Regions from separate parts of the Hordeum vulgare genome. Here region 2 is linked to region 1. Evidence: chromatin contacts called from public Hi-C data. All regions are on one chromosome and are shown on one strand. Each heading gives the region's core, a stretch centred on a gene start, on an enhancer-like site or on the middle of the called end of the contact. The rest is flanking DNA. Distances are from core to core; before and after follow the strand shown.

What was found. Hi-C and Micro-C count contacts between places; a contact is called where the count stands out from the background.
Region 2: a Hi-C map of leaf shows a contact between it and region 1, with 7 times the contacts expected there. The contact joins the enhancer-like site here to the promoter of LOC123426597 in region 1. A contact is called at or near these places in 2 of 6 Hi-C or Micro-C datasets (leaf and seedling).

Annotation. Positions count from the first base shown.
Region 1 is chr1H:113,960,508-113,963,327 of MorexV3_pseudomolecules_assembly, forward strand. LOC123426597 reads right to left here and starts at 1,461. Exons shown (of 6, transcript XM_045110468.1): 1 at 1,035-1,461. The coding sequence starts at 1,349.
Region 2 is chr1H:114,500,974-114,503,745 of MorexV3_pseudomolecules_assembly, forward strand. No RefSeq gene overlaps it. Among protein-coding and RNA genes, the nearest start is that of LOC123407856, 110 kb to the left of the region's middle. Within about 2 kb of position 1,413, at least 3 of the 3 cell types and tissues checked have open chromatin away from gene starts, as enhancers often do. A contact at or near this core is called in leaf and seedling, where this site is marked.

The DNA.
Region 1 (2,820 bases), core at 211-2,710:
CACAAGGAAAGACAACACCAGTGAGGTGATATGAAGTGATAACAATCATGCATCACAACAACTAATAAAGAATTAAAAAACCTCTTTGATTGGTTATTAATACTGCATACAGCTACAGAAGCATATACGGTGAATGGGTACATAAGATCCCAGTGTGCCTGTGCTGATTCTTATACTCAATCAGTTGCCAATTAAATTGCATAGCCTACCACTTTTTTGTATACAGCTACCACTGTGTACATAAGAAAAATGTTGAAAAATATAGTACTAATAACTTTGCATGCACAAATATAACATGGAACATGCTGGAGCTCGACTGCCCAGTAAGATTGGTAGAATAATTAATGACATGGCCCAATGGTCCATCCTGCAGCTCTGGAGATACCTGTTTACTGCTGCCTAACTATCTCTCTAACCCATGATTAAAACTTCACACACATGCACACTTTTTTCATAGTTACCATAAATGCAGCTCACGGAATTGCGCCAAGGGACATGGATTCATGATGTGCCACTACCATTTTTCTTCCAACGTGCACGGGGAACATCTTAAGCATGCCCGCAAATGCAAAGTTGCGTAACTTGGTTAGGTGGCAGACCATGTTTTGATATTTACTTTGCTATATACACTCCCACTAAAGTGATGTTGAACATTAACCGATTTAGGTACATCAATATGAGGCATATAAGACTATGAGAAGGAGTAAGCAGTCAACCATAAAGAGCATAAATCAGCAATAAGTTGTAAACTTAGGGCCATTGCAAGAGCAGCATCTGCAACCATCCTAAGAGTAACTACAAAAACCTTGACATAGTGTCATGGATATTCATCAGCCTTCACAAGCACCGGAACTACAACCACTAGGGCTACTTTTCCCTTTTCTATCTGAATCAAATGGTGCCAAAAGAGCAACCACATCGATTCGATTTATGGACGTAACGGAATTCAGACCAGCACTAGCTAGCAAATACTAGTGTCGATGAACAGATCTATGAACAGCAGTGTCGGACTGAAGGTGGCCAAGTAGTATTACCTTAAGTTTGGGGGACGCGGCATTGGCGTCGAGCGACCCCCAAGCGTTCGCCGCAGCCGGTGCAGGGGCAACCGGGGCAGCGGCGGTGCGGATGGATTGGAAGTCGTAGCTGGGCACCATCACCTCCTCCGTGGCACTGGCGCCGCGACGCGCGTGGAGGCCATGGCTCTCCACCACGTCGTCCTCTTGCGGGTTGGGGCCCATCAGATCGAACAGCTGGCCGCCGCCGCCGCCGCCGCCGGAGGGAGGCGACGACGCCGCGCCCGACGCCGCGAGCCCGAGGATCTGCTTGTCCATGAACTGCGACGTGTTCATCGCGATCGGGATTTGGCCGGAGCTGGCTGGCTGGCTGGTGAAGAAGGGGAGGGGTAGGGAGACGGCAATCTATCAAGGTCGGTGGGATTTGTTTCCCGGAAGGTGAAGACTGCGACTGCTGCGAGTAAACGACTAAGTCCTGGTTGGGCCCGAGCAGGCGAGCCACGCGTTCTCGTTTTGGTGGGCTGCAGTATTAGGGCCAGTTCTTTTGAGTTCTCCCGTGCAAATAAGCTATTCTGAGAATAAGGGGAGGTCCTATTGGACGCTCTTTGCGTCCAGCAGCGCGCGGACGCACCGAGGAATCGCGACAGGGCCGGCCCACTAACAGAATACAAAGGATAAAATCCGAAACATTTAGCTAAAAATTCCAGAACATTCTTTTAAATTTAGGAATATTTTATAAAAGAAATCGAAAAATTGAGATAAAAATTATGGAACAATTTTAAAATTTTAGGAACATTTTTTCAAATTCTGAAACATTTTCTAAAAATTCTGGAATATTTTTTCAAATTCCGGAACATTTTTTCAAATTCTGTAATATTTTTTAAATTCTGGAACATTTCTTCAAATACCAGAACATTTACTTGAAAATCTGGAATATTTTTCAAATTCCGGAACATTTTTTCAAATTCTAAAACATTTTTCAAAAATTCAGATTTTTTTTTAAAACCAAGAACACTTTTTGGAAATCCAAAAACATTTTACAAAATTGAGAACAGTTTTCTAAAAGCAAGAACATTTTTCTAATTTGAAGAACTTTTTTGAAAATCAAGAACATATTTTAAAAGAGAAACGGAAAAAAACAGAAAAAATAAAAAGGAAAAGAAGAAGAAAAAAAACGGTTCAGGGAACCTTCTAAAAGTTTTCCAAAACCAGAAAAACCGATTGAAACCTCTAGAAGGTTCCCAAAACCGGAACGCTCGAGCAGTTATATGGGTTGGGCCGTTGCGTCGTTGCTCGGTCGCGCTCGCGTATGCGAAGCGCCGACTACTTGATGCAACAAGCGGCAGATAGGATATTTCGAGAATAAGCTCCAAAAGAGCTTGGGTGGAAATAAGCTTAAGCTAGTCAGGTCTTTTTGGTGCATGTTTTTCTAGCTTATATATGGTATGAGTAATGCGAAGTCTGTAATATCCTTGAAGTGGAGCTGGAGTGGGTCGTCCGTCGAAGTAGGGCAAGGGACGGGGGTCCTTTGCTGGAGTGGGTCGTGAGCCGAAGTTGGACGTCGTCCGCCGTAGTGGAGCCCTGGTGGTCCGCCATATTGGAGCGGCTCGATTCATTTTTTGTGGTGGGACGAGGGGTTGGGTTCGGTGGTAGACTTATTGTAATTAGTGCGAAACGAGGGGCAACGGATTATACCCCTTCGCTTCTAAGTGAGCTTGTGCGGGAAGCTGCTCCCCCCAACTTTTTTTCCATTGCAAAGGGGACTCCGATGGAAATAAGTTAAGCTAGCTTATACAAATCAAGTTCT
Region 2 (2,772 bases), core at 163-2,662, 540 kb after region 1:
CTTGAATATGTAATTTGTCTTTATTTATGGGTTAAAAAACATGAATTAAAAGGGTGCAACAAAAAAGAATTTTTTTACTAAAACTATAAAATAAATAAAGACAAAAAAGTTCAAAAGCTACAGGAAGTTGCATATACGTCCGGAAAAGGAAGCTAACTGGGCCTACCCATGTAAGACAACATTCCTCCCAGTGTGGCCCTTCGCAAGCAGGCGCGGCTATATATCGCTTAATGCAAGGTAGAAACAATCCGCGCATCCTGGTATTCATGGGTAGTTGAGCTGCAACAAACTCATTGTCAGTGGCGTAGCTAGGGGGTGGACAGGGTGGTCCATGGACCATCCTGAAATTCCACCATAGCCAATATATACGATAGAAAAAAGATATATATTTTTTACAATGCAGAAAATTACATGAAAATTTTATTATAGAACCACCCTGGCTCACCAAGCTAGCTACGCCACTACTCATTGTTAGACTTTTTTAATAAACTAGTCGGCGAGCATTTTTTGAGGAGCCTCCTAACGTTCACTTTCATACGTTGCCACGTGTCGCTTTTTGAATGTTTTATTTAGATTTATTTATTTTTTATTTCTTTTGCACGTATTTTTCATTTTTATGTTATTTCTTGGCTTTTTCGTTTTCCACGGGTCTTTCTTTGCTTTTGAACGAAATTTTTTTCAGAAAAACATTTTTTGCATGAAGAAACATCCGTTTTTTCTGTAAAGCATGATTTTTCTTTCGCGAGATGCACGGTAAAAAAAGATTGGTTTTCTTTTTTTATTCCTTTCTCAGGAAACATGAATTTGCTTCTACGAGAGGATCAAATTTTTTTTTATGAGAGGGTCTAGAAACAAAATGCATTTTCTATTTTCTTTTCTTACGCAAGAGACATGGATTTGATTTCGCGAGAGGTACAACCGTGCCTCTCGGAAACAAAAAATACAGGTTTTCTGTTTTATTTTCTTTTGTAAGGGGCACGGTTTTGATTTCGCTAGAGGCATAGGTTTTCTTCCGCGAGGGGCACGACCGTGCCTCTTAAAAACATAAAAATATGTTATTTTTTCTTTTGAGGGAATCGCGGTTTTTTTGTCTATTTTTTATGAGAAAAGTTTGTCAAAATTTATCAACACGGAATCTAGTTTTAAAGATCTGAACGTGAGGAATTCAATAAAGAAAATAGTTCAACATTTGGACTCGCGGTTTAAAAGATAAAATATTTTAAAAATAACGGATCCACAAAAAAATAAAAAACTTCTAGGTTGGGAGAAGTAGCACACATACAGTGCGTCAGAGAAGCTGGAAGTTATCTCTGAAATGGGTGCTCCTCTATTAATGATTTTGAATAAACACACACGAGTCGCCTTAACTGGAGCTACGGGCCTAGATCAAGAGCGACCCCATATCTCGCACTCAGCGAGAGCTACGGCCCATCGCTGAAGGGGAGGGCGAATTGGCCCAGGCCAGGCATGCAAGGGCCACAACCTTGTTTTTGTTCCTACGTTTTCTGTGTTCTTTTTTGCTTTATCGTTTTACTTTTGTTTATAGTATAAACATTCAAAATGCATGTGTATGTGTATTAAAAAACACTCTAAAAATATATTTTAAAGTGTTTGACTAAGCATTTGAAAAATGTTAAGTGTGCATAGAGAAAGTTTTAATCACATAATCAAAAAATGTATACAAAAAATACACAACCTGAAATGTGTATAGAAAATATTGACCATGTATTTAAAAATGTTGATCCACAATTTTAGAAAAATGTGAACTAATTGTTCAAAAAATATTTAACTTACATTTTAAAACTGTGAAATGCGTATATAAAAAATGTTGATCACGTCTTTAAAAAACATTAAATTTTATTTGAAAAATGTTAAATGCATATAGAAAAAATATTGATCTTCTATTAAAAAATTGAACTTGTCTTTGAAATTTTAAATTGTGTGTAGAAAACATGTTATACTTATATTTGGAAAATGATGAGTCTGTATACACAAAATGTTGACCATATATTGAAAAAATGGTGAACTTGTGTTGGAAAAATCTTAAATGTTTATAGGAAAAATGTTTACCATGTATTAGAATGTTAAAACTTGTATTTTGAAAATGATAAATGTTTACTGAAAAAATGATGACCATTATTAAAAAATACAATTTTTATATAAAAATATTAACACAACTTTAGAAAATATAATGAATCTGTATAGAAATAGTGTTCACCATGTATTCAAAAACTATTGACAATGTATTTAGTAATGTTGATTTTGTATTTGGAAAATGTTGAATATTTATAAGAAAAAATGTATTAGATATATACCAGAAGTGTATATAGAAAAACAGTGAAAACCGTGAGAATAGAAAAAGAGATAAAAAATTACAAATAAAAGAGCGAAGAGAAAATAGAGAAAACAAAAAATGCCAACAAAAACCAAGAAAGAAACACAAAATATAGAAAAAAAAGAACCCAATGAAAATAGAGAGAAAAAACAAGAAAACCGGCTTCAAAACAAAAACAATACAGAAAGCAAAAAAATTTGATGGAGAAAACTTGCTATTTTAGATCAAGTACGTCGCCGGTATATAACAAACACAAACATGGCCATGGCGTACTTGCTATTTGTACGAAGTAACCACGACATTCACGGTTCGAATCCTCGGAGCGCTTTCTTTTCCCCCTCCCTTTATTTTAAAAGTTTTTTAATAGGCCTTCCCAAATGTTAGCGCGAAGAGCAATTCCCTTCAGAGTGAAGAGTTTCTATATTGTGTAAATCCAG